Linked DNA regions of Sus scrofa: all the other regions are linked to region 1. The links are chromatin contacts, called in public HiChIP or PLAC-seq maps. All regions are on one chromosome and are shown on one strand. The core of a region is the stretch at or near the end of the contact, and the rest is flanking DNA. Distances in the headings are between cores, read along the strand shown. Region 1 has its middle 8.6 kb from the start of NUMB. Region 2 overlaps PSEN1 (presenilin 1). Region 3 overlaps PSEN1 (presenilin 1).

Region 1 (4,774 bases), core at 1,698-4,197:
TGCACATGTGAAAAAGAGAAAGAGAGGGGAGAGAGGGCTTTGGAGGACAGAGAGGGAGAAGTGTAATCATATCACCACCCACACATCCCCTCCAGGCAAGTTGGGTCTGGCCAGGATCTGCTTGCACAGAAAACTTAATAGCGCCTGGTTGGAAAATTTCTCATACTCCAGGGATGAGATTTTTGGTTTTATTCCTTACAGACCTCAACAATGACCTTGTTCTCAACTGAGGTTATTAGAAAACAGATCTTTAGGGACTGGTGCACCCAGGATGAAAACACTGTGGCCTCTGATTCCAATACAGGAAATCAAAGATGCTCTGGTTCCTTAATGAATCAACACTCCAAATAATACCAGCTTTCCCCAGCATTTTTTTTTTTTTTCATCTAGAGATTTCAAAGCATTTTACAAATATCTGCCCATCCCAAGGGTCGCTGATTAAGCCACATCGCTGACAATCATCTTCGGCTTGAGGTCCTTCTGTCAACTGATGGCTGAGCTGGAAATAGAGTGTGGGCCTCGTGATTCAAGGTCTCGCACTCAATGCCCAGCCCCTCTCTTCACTACCCAGTCTGCAGCAGTTTGTGCTGCTCCCGTGGGGCATAGTTCTTCCCAGGGGCCTGTGCATCAGATCTGCCTGCTGCTTTGCTGTCATCACCTTCCACTGACTACATTACTGGTTCCCTGTGTCCTGGCAACTGAGCTGTGCCTTGTCTGTCTGGGATGTGAGATTGCTGAAGAATCTCCAGGGTTCGTCATGTCTTGTCATCCTTCATCCCAATTTACAGCTCCCCCACAATCTCAGGGCAATCAAAGTGCTGTGTCCTGTGGCTTATTCTTCCTCCTTCTCTATCTCCATCCTCACTTCCCCTCTGCAGAAGAGGAGTAAACCACAGGCCAAGAGCTTTTAAGGTAGGAGGAAATGGGAAGGAAAAGTCTTGTCTTTTCTCTCAGTTTGACCTCTTGTTCCCAAGGAGGGGAGCCGAGGCCATGAATCTTGGCCCCAAAGGGATGATTTGCAGGATGGGTCTTTGCTTTCATTGCTCCTCCTGAGGGAGTTAACTTTTTTCTTTTTTGTTTGGAGTAGAGATGACTCAGTGTAGATCCTTGATGGGGAAATCCATCTCGGAGCCTGAGCGGGAAGTAGCGAGGGCCACCACTGGGCCGGCGGTTAATTTTTTTTTCTTTTTAGGGCCGCACCTGCTCCACATGGAAGTTCCTGGGCTAGAGGTCGAATCGGAGCTGCAGCTGCTGGCCTACACCACAGCCACAGCACCTTGGGATCTGTGGGATCAGAGTTCACATCGTGAACTCAAAGCAGCCTTGCTGAAATGCTGAATCCTTAACCACTGAGCAAGGCCGGGAATCAAACCCACATCATCACAGACACTATGTCGGGTTCTTAACCTGCTGAGTCACAACAGGAATGCCAGTACCTTTGAATTTAATTTTCACTGAGTCAGGGGAAATTGAGTTCTCCCTCTCCCCGGTGTTGGCAACCGAAGGAATGGCCCTGTCTTTCCATGGGAGTCCAAACGTAGACAGGCAGTGAGATTCCAAATTCATAACACAGGGAAGGCCCTGTACACACCGGCGGAGGGCTTTATTCAGTCACATGCCACCACTGTGCTTTTGCCTACTAATTACTGAAACCACTAGTGATCATTATATGATAATTAGCACATCTTTTTTTTATAACTCCCATAGCACCACCCAGAATAAATGATGGGGTGGGGTGGGAAGGCTGCTCCTAGAGACAACCCCTGACTCATTCATTCACTAAACATTGAGTGAACTAGTTAGGGTCAGGCTCCAATGCTAGGAGCTTTGAGCAGAATGCCTGAGGTTCCCGGTATCGCAATGCTGCAGGAGGGATGGGCACAGTACAAGTTTACCGTGTGGGATGTGTGTACCCAAGATGGAAGCGCAGTGTGTAGAAGAGGGGCGCCTAACCCAGGGGTGGCTGGGAGAGGGGACGTCAGCAGGCGACCCCTGTAGTAGTAACTTTGAAGGTGAGATCTGTAGGATGAGTAGGAGCTTAGTTAATGGAATCCAACATCAGGTAAACTTATGCTATTTGTATAATTTCCCTAGAACATAAGGTTAAACCCAAAGCTGCCTCTTCATATTAACCCTCTAAAGTAACTCCCAGGCTACATCAAATATAGTGCCTCTGACTCTGCTTCTGTACAGTGTGATGATACCTTGGGGAAGTGTGAAATTCTACCCAAGTGGAAGATGTAATTACTGTATCCCACTAGAGAGAGTATTTCAGGGAGGAAGATGGCATGAGGGGAATAGGTGTGAAAGTCAGCTTCTTCTGTTTCGCACCCAGGCTCTATCCTCTGTGTCCTTGGCATGATCTGGGTCTGCCTTCACTTGAGCAACAACAGCCTTCTTATCAGCTGCTGCTCTGAGAAGGCTCTGCTGTCCTTTTGCAGGAAACTAACAGGAAAAGAAAGAAAGCCTACCACTAAATACACTTCCTGAGGGCAAAATGAAATGGCTACCACGCCGGCTGCCTGGAGGAAAGGGCTGAATAAATAAACACACCATCCCTATTGTGTAGGCAGACTTCCTGGGGGCAAGTGCTCATCTCCTCAGCCCTCCTTTCCCTTCTAAAATTGGCCATCCTGCAAAAAAGCAGACACAGGTCCTCTCTGGCTACTGAGAAGTATTGAGATTTTCTTTTGAGTCTCCTCTTTCTCAAACAGAAGAAACACCGAGTTAGAAGAAAAGAGCGACAGGAAGAGGAACTTGATATTGCTACACCTTTCCTTTAACCTCACAGAGCTTTCCCAGCAACTTCTGCTTTGAGCCTTTCTGTGTACAAATCTGGTAATGCCTGGGAACATGCCCAGAGGAGAAGGGGGTCTGGGTTGGTGCAGCTCATCTCAGAAAATCGGGCGGGGTGGGGGGAGGCTGTGTGACTCACAGCTGCACAGGTGACTAGATTTGGAAGCAGAGCTGTACCTGTCATCCTCTGTGAGTGTTTATTGAGCACTAATGGTCTAGAGCCACAGCAGAAACTCCTTGGGACGGTGACTCCAGATAAGTAAACTATTTCCGTCTAAAGGACCCTAAGGCATTTCCTCGCAAAGATAGTTTTTTCTTCTCCACGGAACTCAGACGAAAGAGAAGAACATGTACAAATACGAGGAGAGGGGACAGGGGGAGAAGGAGAGAGAGAGTGAGAGAGAATATTTGAGGAGATAACCTTGGCCTGAGAAGATGAGGTGAGCTATGGACTTGGACCTTTGTCTTTCTTAGTATTTTTTGGCTTAGAAATTATTTATACTTTAGGCGTCCCTCCACTCCATTTTCCTTATATAACAATCACGAGTGAGCCCTTAGAAATGACTCAAAGCCAAAGTAATGGGGTTTCCTTGATTGTAGTTCCTCATTTTCTCTGGCAACAGGCCAGTCATTAATATCCTCCTCCCTTTTAAGGAAGCCATTCAACCCAGTCCTGCTGGGTCACTCTCACCTCATAGTAATCTTTCTCTCATGTTGCAAACTGGACCCTTCTCTTCCAACTTCCCCCCACCCCCACCCCTTTCTGGCTGCACCCATAACATATGGAAGTTCCCAGGTCAGGGATCGAATCCAAGCTGCATCTGCAGCCTATGCCACAGCTGTGGCAACACCAGATCCTTAACCTGCTGCACCGGGTCAGGGCTCAAACCAGCGCCACAGAGACGAGCCGGATCATTAATCCACTGCGCCACAGCAGGAACTCCATTTTCTTCCAACTTTCTAATTGCAAAATTGCTCTCTCCTCAGCCTCTTGATTCTAACTGCTCCCAGTCCAAGTGTAAAAAATCCCCTCCTGACTGCCCTTCCTCCCTCCATAGAGCCTGTGCAGGATTCCCCCTTTCTCTCATCCTCAGTTAAGAACTGACAGACTGCACAGTGACCAGCTTCTTCCTGCTGATTTTGAGCATACCTTTCTTAATATTGGGCAGGCAGGAAATTAGACTGGACTGTGGCTTTGTTGTTCATACTTTTTGAACAAATCCAAATCTGGAATTATGGTCTGGCAAATATAGGGTACACATAGATAAACGAGAAAATATTTGAAAATGAGACCATTCTGGGAAAGTTACCGTAATCATAGCATATCCTTCCAGCACTTGGAGAGGCAACCAGATATCACACATTCATATAATGTTAATAATAATAATTAATGGTTACTGAGCACTTGTTATGTATCAAGTCCTTCCTGAATTATGCGGATTATCTCATTTATTGCTCATAAAAGTTTCTTCCTGGTAGCTAGGAGGGAGAGAAAACCAGTCATTATATAACTCAATAATAATAACTTAATAATAGTTATTGTATACATTAGGTACATAATATGTGCCAGGTCTTGAGCTGAATATATTCTCTCATTTATTCTTTAAACAAAATGCCACTAGATATTAATATCATTATTATTATCCTAAGGTAGGCTGCTTCTAAACTGGCTGGCTCCAATGATCCCCCTCCTGGTATTTACATCCTTTCCTTGAGTGTGGGCTGAACCTAATGACTTGCTTTTAAAGAACAGAATGTGGCAAGAGTGATGTGATGTCACTTTTGTGATTACAAAAGACAATGACTTCTGTCTTTTTAGCAGTCTCACTCTTACTGGACCTCTCTTTTGCCCTCTTATTTCTTACTCCGGTGAAGTAAGCTGCCATGGTTTTGAGATGCTCTGTGGAGAGATCCACAAGGCAAGGCACTGAGGGAAGCCTTGAACCAATAGCTCGTTAGGATCCAAGGCCTTAGCCTA
Region 2 (4,774 bases), core at 686-3,185, 300 kb after region 1:
AAATAAAGACACATGCATACTTTACCAGCTTCCATTATTGCCATCTCATAGCTAATCTTATTCCATTTGTTTTCCACCCACTTTGTCCCTGGTATTTTTGTGTGTGTCTTTTTTGTGTCTTTTCTAGGGCCTCACACTCGGCACATGGAGGTTTCCAGGCTAGGGGTCTAATCGGAACTACAGCTGCTGGCCTACACCAGAGCCACAGCAACGCCAGATCTGAGCCATGTCTGCGAACTACACCAGAGCACACAGCAACACCAGATCCCTAACCCACTGAGCAAGGCCAGGGATCAAACCTGCAACCTCCCTCATGGTTCCTAGTCGGATTCATTAACCACTGAGCCATGATGGGAACTCCCCCCTGGGTATTATTTTGAGGCAAGCTCAGACATATCATTTCCTTCATAAATATTTTAGTATATATTTCTAAAAGATAAGAACATAAAGGCCTCTCTGTATGTGTGGCTTGGTAGCTCATTTCTTTCCTTTTTTCTTTTTACAGATGCACCTGCGCCATGTGGAAGTTCCTGGGCCAGGGGTCGAATCACAGCGGCAGCCAAGGCCTACACCATAACCATGGTAAAGCCAGATCTGAGCCACATCTTCAACCTAAACCACAGCTTTTGGCAACACCGGATCCTTAACCCACTGAGTGTGGCCAGGCACTGTATGTGCGTCCTCTATTATTATAGAAATAATACTGGGTCCTTACCCCAGAGTCACAACAGGAACTGCTCATTTCTTTCTTAATTAGAAAACACACACACACATACACCCTTTTTTTTAAGTGGCTGTGCTGGTGACATGAGGAAGTTTGAGGGCCAGGGTTCAAACCCATGCCACAGCTGTGACCCAAGGCATAGCAGTGGACAACGTCAGGTCTTTATCCCACTGAGCCACCAGGGACCCCCTAAACCTTATTTCTAAGAGCTATTTTAAGTTCATTTCAAAACTGAGCAGAAAGTACAGAGTTCCCATATATCTCTTCCCCTGTACAGCCTTCCCACTGTCAACATCCTACACCAGAGTTGCACTTTTTTTTTTTTTTGTCTTTTTAGGGCCACACCTGCAGCATATGGAAGTTCCCAGGCCAGAGGTCAAATCAGAGCTGTAGCTGCCACCCTACACCACAGCCACAGCAATACCAGATCTGAGCCTCGTCAACAACCTATACCACAGCTCATGGCAACAATGGATCCTTAACTCAACTAAGCAAGGCCAGGGATCAAACCTGCATCCTCATGGGTACTGGTCAGATTCCACTGTGCCACAACAGGAACTCCTTTAAAATCAATGAATCTACATTGATGTTTCATTATCATAACTTAGGGTTCACTCTTGTATTATACACTCTATGGAGTTTGGAAATTTTATAATAAATACATTCACCAGGAGTTCCCGTCGTGGCGCAGTGGTTAACGAATCCGACAAGGAACCATGAGGTTGCGGGTTCGGTCCCTGCCCTCGCTCAGTGGGTTAACGATCCGGCGTTGCCGTGAGCTGTGGTGTAGGTTGCAGACGCGGCTCGGATCCCGCGTTGCTGTGGCTCTGGCGTAGGCCGGTGGCTACAGGTCCAATTCAACCCCTAGCCTGGGAACCTCCATATGCCGCGGGAGCGGCCCAAGAAATAGCAACAGCAACAACAAAACAAAGACAAAAGACAAAAAAAAAAAAAAATACATTTACCATAATAACACAGAATAATTTCACTGTCCTAAAAACCCTCCATGCTCTGCCTATTTATCCCTCCCTTCCCCCTATACCCTGGCAACCAATGATCTTTTTACCCCTGCACAGTTTGGCCCTTAAAGGCTATTTTTAAGGTGCAGAAAAACCAGTGTTGTAGCCATTATAAATGATTGCATTTCAGTGGCAGAGGAAGGATTACTCATCCTACAAGTGTTGTAAGTTTCAGGGAGGGTGGGGTCCCATGGGAAGTGGTGAGTATGTGGGAAGTGAGTTTTATGAAGCCAGATTTCCCCAGAGCTCCTACACCAGTGGGTGGGAGGCTTCGTTTTAATTCTTTCTCTCTTCTCCTTACTTTAGAACATGATGCAAGTACAGGTCCAGCCACTGAAGGCATGTGGACCCTCAAGCAGGGAGAGTAGTTCCTCAAGCAGCAAAAGCTGTGGAGGCACTTTTAATAAAGCATAGTGCCTGCCTTACCTTTACACTTTTAATAAAGCATAGTTTTATTTCTGTAATGAAAAGAAATATTATAAACAAAGGTTTATAAACATTTATTAGAAATTTGTGAAAGTGTTGTCAACTTGTGTTTATAGCCTAAAAAGTAAATGTCCTCCCTCATCTCTGCTCCTCACTGAATATGGTGAGCAATCTCATGTCCTTAGACGTTTTTAAAGCCATGATCCTCAATTTGCTTTTATCACTTAAGGTGTGTAAGATACCTTTACAATACTTGTAAATATACCTCAACTTATTTTTATTTTTGCTATTTAGGGCTGCACCCACAGCATATGGAGGTTCCCAGGCTAGGAGTCTAATCAGAGCTACAGTTGCTGGCCTACACCACAGCCACAGCAACTCAGGATCCAAGCCACGTCTTCGACCTACATCTCAGCTGACCTACATCTCAGCTCACGACAACGCCGGATCTTTAACCCACTGAGGCCAGGGATCGAACCCGCAACCTCATGGTTCCCAGTCAGATTTGTTTCCGCTGCACCATGATGGGAACTCCCAATATACTTCAACTTAAACATTACAGTTGCAGCACAGTAATAATGACAAATATGCTATTAATTGCTAAGACGGAAATTCCTATTGTGGCTCAGTGGTAACAAACCTGACTAGTATCCATGAGGATGTGGGTTCAAGTCCTGGTTTGCTCAGTGAGTTAAAGATCCAGTGTTGCTGTGAGCTGTGATATAGGTAGCAGATGCAGCTCGGATATGGCATTGCTGTGCTTGTGGTGTATGTAAGTCAGCAGCTACAGCTCCAACTCAACCGCTAGCCTGGGAATTTCCATATGCCACAAGTGTGGCCCTAAAAAGCTAAGATGTGTTGACTATGTATGTGAGACACTCTGCTAAGCACTTCAGGTGAGTTATCTCATTTAGTCTTAATAAAACTCTGAGTTGATTAATACAATAAACTTCATTCAACAGATGAAGAAACTGAAGCTTAGAGAGATCATATTGTTTGCCAAAGATCCCAGATCTAAGAAGTTATAGAGCAAATTCTAATTCACACAGTTTAGTCAAAAGATCCTACTATTCACCATCACCTTATACTACTGACGGTAAAGAATCAAGTAAGACTGAGGTTACCTCAAACTCTGTTACAAATAATGTTTCAATAATTTTTTTTTTTTTTTTTTTGCTTTTTTATGGCCACACCTGTGGCATACAGAGGTTCCCAGGTTAGGGGTCAAATCAGGGACAAGGCTGCCAGCCTATGCCACAGCCACAGCCACACAGGATCTGAGCCTCATCTTTGACCTACACCACAGCTCATAGCAACGCCGGATCTGAGCCTCATCTTTGACCTACACCACAGCTCATAGCAACGCCGGATCCTTAACCCGCTGAGTGAGGCCAAGGATTGAACTCGCAACCTCCCGGTTCCTAGTCGGCTTCGTTTCCATTGCACCATGATGGGAACTCCATGTATTCTTTTTGACTTCATAAGAATTCTTTGCATATTAAGATATATCTGTCATTAGGCATTATAAGCCTTTGCCCAGTTTGGTTTTTGTTCATGGCAGTTTTTGCTATATTTAAGTTTATAATTTTGTATTGCTGAATATGGACTTAGGTGATTTTATAAAGAAAACAACCTATTCTTACAACATCCCAAATTTCAGTGTTTTTCAACATACACACACACACAGGTACACAGTTATGGTGAATGTTCACAAATTTTGCATCCTATTTTTTCATCAAATATTATTTAATGTATATATTCCCATGAAGTAAGACAACTTGCTGAAAAATTACACTGTATTCCATTATGTTGATATATTTATAGTCTGCATATTATTTAAGATGAATATTTATTTATAAGAAAAATATCAATCCTATGATTTTACAGATACTGTTTGGATTTCCACAATTAGAAAAGCGACTCTCTTAAGCCTGCACTATAGGGAAAACTGGAAGAGTAGCTTAACTGAAGAACTGGCAAGTTACGTGGAAAATATGAAAATATTTATTAATCATACGCAATATGTTTCCAACAGCATGTGGAATTCTATCCAGCACCTGCCAGGCTATTTGAGTCCCTGGAGTTTAGAGCTTTAAACATTACTCTATCATCAAGGAAGGTTGTCATTTCCCTGAACAGCTGATATAACTGGTTAGAGATAATATTTAACATTTATAGTGCTGTTGTGTTAGACTTGAATTTTTTAAACAAACTATTAAGAACTGTGCCAGAAGTTCCCGTCGTGGCGCAGTGGTTAACGAATCCGACTAGGAACCATGAGGTGGCGGGTTCGGTCCCTGCGCTTGCTCAGTGGGTTAACGATCCGGCGTTGCGGTGAGCTGTGGTGTAGGCTGCAGACGCGGCTCGGATCCCATGCTGCTGTGGCTCTGGCATAGGCCGGCAGCTACAGCTCCGATTCGACCCCTAGCCTGGGAACCTCCATATGCCGCGGGAGCAGCCCAAGAAATAGCAAAAAGACAAAAAAAAAAAAAAAAAAAAACTGTGCCAAAGATTTCTGACTTTGCTCTCATGCAAAAATAAGCATGTTTCTCCAGAGGTCACCAAGATTTTCAAGTTCTTTTTCTCTTTATTTCATTTTGACATA
Region 3 (4,774 bases), core at 988-3,487, 280 kb after region 1:
GCACAGGTTTGATCCCTGGCCCAGGAACATCCACATGCCACAGGCATGGCCAAAAAAAAAAAAAACTGAGATGAAGAAAACAATTCCACTGACCAATGAGAACCAAAGTTGGTATTAACATTTCCTGTTCAGACATGTTTTCTGCCCACATGTGTACAAACCTTAAAAGAAATAAAAACAGATTCAAGTAATATAAAATTTTACATCTTTTTTTTTTTTTTGGCCTTTTTAGGGCCACACCCACGGCATATGGAGGTTCCCAGGCGAGGGGTTGAATCGGAGCTATAGCTGCCAGCCTGCACCACAGCCACAGCAACAGCAACGTGGGATCTGAGCTGCATCTGCAACGTACACCACAGCTCATGGCAACGCCGGATTGCTGACCCACTGAGCAAGGCCAGAGATCGAACCCACATCCTCACGGATATTAGTTGGATTAGTTTATGCTGCACCACGACAACTCCCTACATCCTTCTTTTTAAAACTTAATTTTTATTATAAATTCTCAAGCCATCAAATATATTTAATATGATTTTAAATGACTAAACAATAGTCTATTTATATTACAATTCAACCTTTCCCTTATGCATGGAATTTGTAGTGTTTTACTTTTCTTAATCCCAATTATATTTAATGCCAGGATGAATATCTTCACATGCAAACATTTCTCAGCATTTTTAATTCTTTAGAATAAATCATGAAAGCAAAATTATAGAATCAAAGTGTACAGATGTTTTCTAACTACTGACTATTGATATTGCTATTGATATATATAGGCTTAGTAACTTCACAAAAAAAGGCCTGATTAATCTTCACCAAATCAGTAAGTTAAATATGTTTGTTACTTTACATATATACATATTTTACTAGTGAAGAAATAGGAGTTCCCGTCGTGGCTCAGTGGTTAACGAATCTGACTAGGAACCATGAGGTTGCGGGTTCGATCCCTGGCCTTTCTCAGTGGGTTAAGGATCCAGCATTGCCGTGAGCTGTAGTGTAGGTTGCAGACGTGGCTTGGATCCCACACTGCTGTGGCTATGGCGTAGGCCGGCGGCTACAGCTCTGATCCGACCCCTAGCCTGGGAACCTCCATATGCCGCGGGAGTGGCCCAAGAAATGGCAAAAAGACAAAAATAAATAAATAAATAAATAAAAGCTATAAAAAAAAGAAAGACACACACACATCTCTCCCTCTCCTGGCCATCTATATTTCCTTCATAATTTCTCTGCTTGGGTTTTTTAAGATTTCTTATTAGAAAGTTCACAATTTTTTATTTTTGTTTTTAACTTTTTTTTTTTTTTTTTTTTTTGCTTTTTAGGCCCACACCCACAGCATATGGAGGTTCCCAGGCTAAGGATCCAACTGGAGCTATAGCTGCTAGCCACAGCCACAGCCATGCCAGATCAGAGCCTCATCTGCGACCTACACCACAGCTCATGGCAACATTGGATCCTTAATCCACTGAACAAGGCCAGGGATTGAACCTGCAACCTCACGGTTCCTACTTGGATTCGTCTCTGCTGTGCCACAAAAGGAACTTCCAAAAATTCATCATTTTTTTAAATGATTTGTAAGTGCTCTTCGTACTGTAAATGTATTAATCCTCTGGAGTCCCCACTGTCTCTGGAGTGCTAGAATGCAGGTTTCACCCCCGGCCAGGCACAGTCAGGTTTGATCGCTGGTTGCAACTGGTATAGGTTGCAACTACAGCTCAGATCTGATCCCTAGCCCAGGTACTCCATATGCCATGGGGCGGCCAAAAAAGAGAAGGAAAAAAAATATTAGCCCTCTGCATGTAATAATGGCTGTAAACAGTTTTCTTCTTTAGGGTTAATCACTGATGTTATGATTTTCTGAATTATTACCTGAATTCAAAGCATCTTCTGGTGAGGACTAAATAACCTCTTCTTTTTCTAGAACATCAGGTGGGAAAATAGGCCTTTCTCATCTCACAAAAATAATAAGCTTTCCTATCCTAAAGGCCCTGAAAGAAAAGAGCCCTGCTTCAGCAAAGAACAGCAAGGACCTCTTCTAAACACTGAACTATCTAGGCCAGAAATCATATGACTTTAAAGTAAGCTATATGGTTTCATCTATAACAAACAATATATAATAATTAACTGCTTTTTCCGTTTCTTCCTTTTTAAGGTTTGTTTGGTCTTTTAGCTTCCTGTGCTTCTCACAGACATTGCATAACCAACCACTGACACAACAAATCCTCAGGGCTTATTTCCAAACAGGTCCTGGCAAGTTTCTGAATTTCTGACTCAAAAGCTCCTTTTATTTTTATACTAGGAGTTAAAGTAAATAACTTGTTTCTATAGAATTGGCTGTGCTTGCCAAGACTTGAACATTAAAAAGCAAAACATAACACAAATGAACAGGTGAATGTGGAAAAGCAAAACATAACACAAATGAACAGGTGAATGTGGAAATGTGGCTAAATATGAACATTTTAGACCATCTAATATGAAGTATTATCTAAAAGATGCATAAAACTAATCAAAAAATACATCAAGATGGGTTCTAGTTAACAAGGAGTAAAAGGATATTCCTCGCCGTCTCTCCCACTGAATGCAGCTATAAAACCTGGATAGAATGCACACAACTGCTAGTAGGCTGGGGAATCAGAAGTACCAGGAAGCCAGCAATGAGTTCACCATTTTTTCCCTCCAGTACTACCCTCCTTCACCTGAGCTCAACGCAACCCAACAAGCATTAGCAAGACAATCAGAGCTCCCCTGTAAGTTTCCACTAGAGAAGCAGAAAGAGGCTCCTAACACCAAAAAAGAATGCAAGACTCCAGCTGACTCCTAGTAACATGTGAAGAACAAAAATAGCACATAATACACAGATACAAGTCACACGAGAGTCAAAGAATGGAACTGGCAGGGAAACACTTATATAGAGATAAAATATATACAGTGGGAAAAAAAGATAAGGAAAAGTAATTGAGACATGAACATACATAAACAGGGGGAGGAGAATACTTGCCAGCCTGGGTTTACATCATTTGCTTTTGGTATTTTGAGTGTGGATGACTACATGTTATCTTTTTTTTTTTTTTTTTTTTCGTTTTTAGGGATATGGAAAATCTCAGGCCGGGGTTGAATTGGACCTGTAGCTGCCAGTCACAGCCACAGCCACAGCCACAACAACTCAGGATCTGAGACTCGTCTTCGACCTATACCACATATCACAGCAATACCAGATCTTTAACCCGCTGAGTGAGGCCAAGGATGGAACCTGCGTCCTCATGTGCATCCTTATGGATACTAGTTGGATTCATTTCCACTCTGCCGTGATGGAACTCCACCATCACACACCTTTCAACTTCAGTCTCCAAAGCTGATGTCAGACTGCAAATGGTCTTCACTTAGGTTAACACTTCCACCCACTCAACAAAGAAGATAATTTTAGAGTCTGTGAACACTGAAAAAGTATTTGATCTTACTAGTAATCAACTAAATGCAAATTAAGATATTTTTGCCTTGCCTATAAGGGTTAGCATATATATATGCTACACATTTTTATATATATATATATATATATATATATATATACTTTTTTTTTTTTTGTCTTTTGTCTTTTTGTTGTTGTTGTTGTTGTTGTTGTTGCTATTTCTTGGGCCGCACCCGTGGCATATGGAGGTTCCCAGGCTAGGGGTCTAATCGGAGCTGTAGCCACCGGCCTACGCCAGAGCCACAGCAACGCGGGATCCAAGCCGCGTCTGCAACCTACACCACAGCTCACGGCAACGCCGGATCGTCAACACACTGAGCAAGGGCAGGGACCGAACCCGCAACCTCATGGTTCCCAGTCGGATTCGTTAACCACTGCGCCACGACGGGAACTCCCCACATTTTTTTTTAATTCAATATTGGTGAGCATGGAGGTAAGACAGCCTCACTCCTACTAGTGTTAAGTACAAACTGGTAGTATCATTTTGAAAATGAAATTCTACATATGAAGACAGTTAAAAATATGTAGATAATTTTCTCCATAAATTCTTTCCTAGGATTTTACCCTAAGGAAATAATTTGAAAAAACTGAAAAAGCTCTACATATAAAAACATTCATTGTTTTTCAGAACAGTAAAACAATGGAAACAACCTAATATTCAACCTCAGGGAAATTAGGGGAAGTAAGTTGCAATAAACTCACTGAGTCAAATATTATGTAGCCATTAGACATATTTTCTAAGAATTTATAACATGGAAAAATTATTTTTTTAAATTTATTTTTACTTATTTTAAATGATTTTTATTTTTCCCATTATAGCTGGTTTACAGTGTTCTGTCGGAAAAACTCTTATACTAAAGTGAAAAAAAAGAGGACACAGGAGTTCCTGTCGTGGCTCAGTGGTTAACGAATCCGACTAGGAACGATGAGGTTGCAGGTTCGATCCCTGGCCTTGCTCAGCGGGTTAAAGATCTGGCATTGCCATGAGCTGTGGTGTAGGTTGCAGACTCGGCTCAGATCCCATGTTGCTTTTGGCAAAAAGATAAAAATAAATAAATAAATAAAAGAGGACACATACTGATTATTTATTTTAACCATGTTAAAGAATATAGAGAGGGAGTTCCTGTCGTGGCACAGTGGAAAAATCCAACTAGAAACCATGAGGTTGCGGGTTTGATCCCTGGCCTTGCTCAGTGGGTTAAGGATCCGGCGTTGCCGTGAGCTGTGGTATAGGTCGCAGACGCGGTCGGATCTGACGTTGCTGCAGCTCTGGCGTAGGCCGGCAGCTACAGCTCCGATTGAACCCCTAGC

Evidence for each region. HiChIP or PLAC-seq counts read pairs in DNA pulled down with a chosen protein or histone mark.
Region 2: an H3K27ac HiChIP or PLAC-seq map of alveolar macrophages shows a contact between it and region 1. The contact joins two enhancer-like sites. A contact is called at or near these places in 2 of 5 promoter capture datasets (fetal liver and liver), 10 of 47 Hi-C or Micro-C datasets (alveolar macrophages, brain, embryonic fibroblasts and 6 more) and 1 of 2 datasets of contacts at active chromatin or transcription factors (alveolar macrophages).
Region 3: a contact with region 1 is called in an H3K27ac HiChIP or PLAC-seq map of alveolar macrophages. The contact joins two enhancer-like sites. A contact is called at or near these places in 2 of 5 promoter capture datasets (fetal liver and liver), 24 of 47 Hi-C or Micro-C datasets (alveolar macrophages, blood, brain and 15 more) and 2 of 2 datasets of contacts at active chromatin or transcription factors (alveolar macrophages and skeletal muscle).

Annotation. Positions count from the first base shown.
Region 1 is chr7:96,804,909-96,809,682 of Sscrofa11.1, reverse strand. No RefSeq gene overlaps it. Among named protein-coding and RNA genes, the nearest start is that of NUMB, 8.6 kb to the right of the region's middle. Within about 2 kb of position 2,947, at least 18 of the 83 cell types and tissues checked have an H3K27ac peak or open chromatin away from gene starts, as enhancers often do. A contact at or near this core is called in alveolar macrophages and retroperitoneal adipose tissue, where this site is marked.
Region 2 is chr7:96,501,597-96,506,370 of Sscrofa11.1, reverse strand. The region is part of intron 3 of PSEN1 (presenilin 1); the gene reads right to left. Among named protein-coding and RNA genes, the nearest start is that of PSEN1, 26 kb to the right of the region's middle. Within about 2 kb of position 1,935, at least 5 of the 83 cell types and tissues checked have an H3K27ac peak or open chromatin away from gene starts, as enhancers often do. A contact at or near this core is called in alveolar macrophages, where this site is marked.
Region 3 is chr7:96,521,799-96,526,572 of Sscrofa11.1, reverse strand. All of the region lies in intron 5 of PSEN1 (presenilin 1), which reads right to left. Among named protein-coding and RNA genes, the nearest start is that of PSEN1, 46 kb to the right of the region's middle. Within about 2 kb of position 2,237, at least 17 of the 83 cell types and tissues checked have an H3K27ac peak or open chromatin away from gene starts, as enhancers often do. A contact at or near this core is called in alveolar macrophages and retroperitoneal adipose tissue, where this site is marked.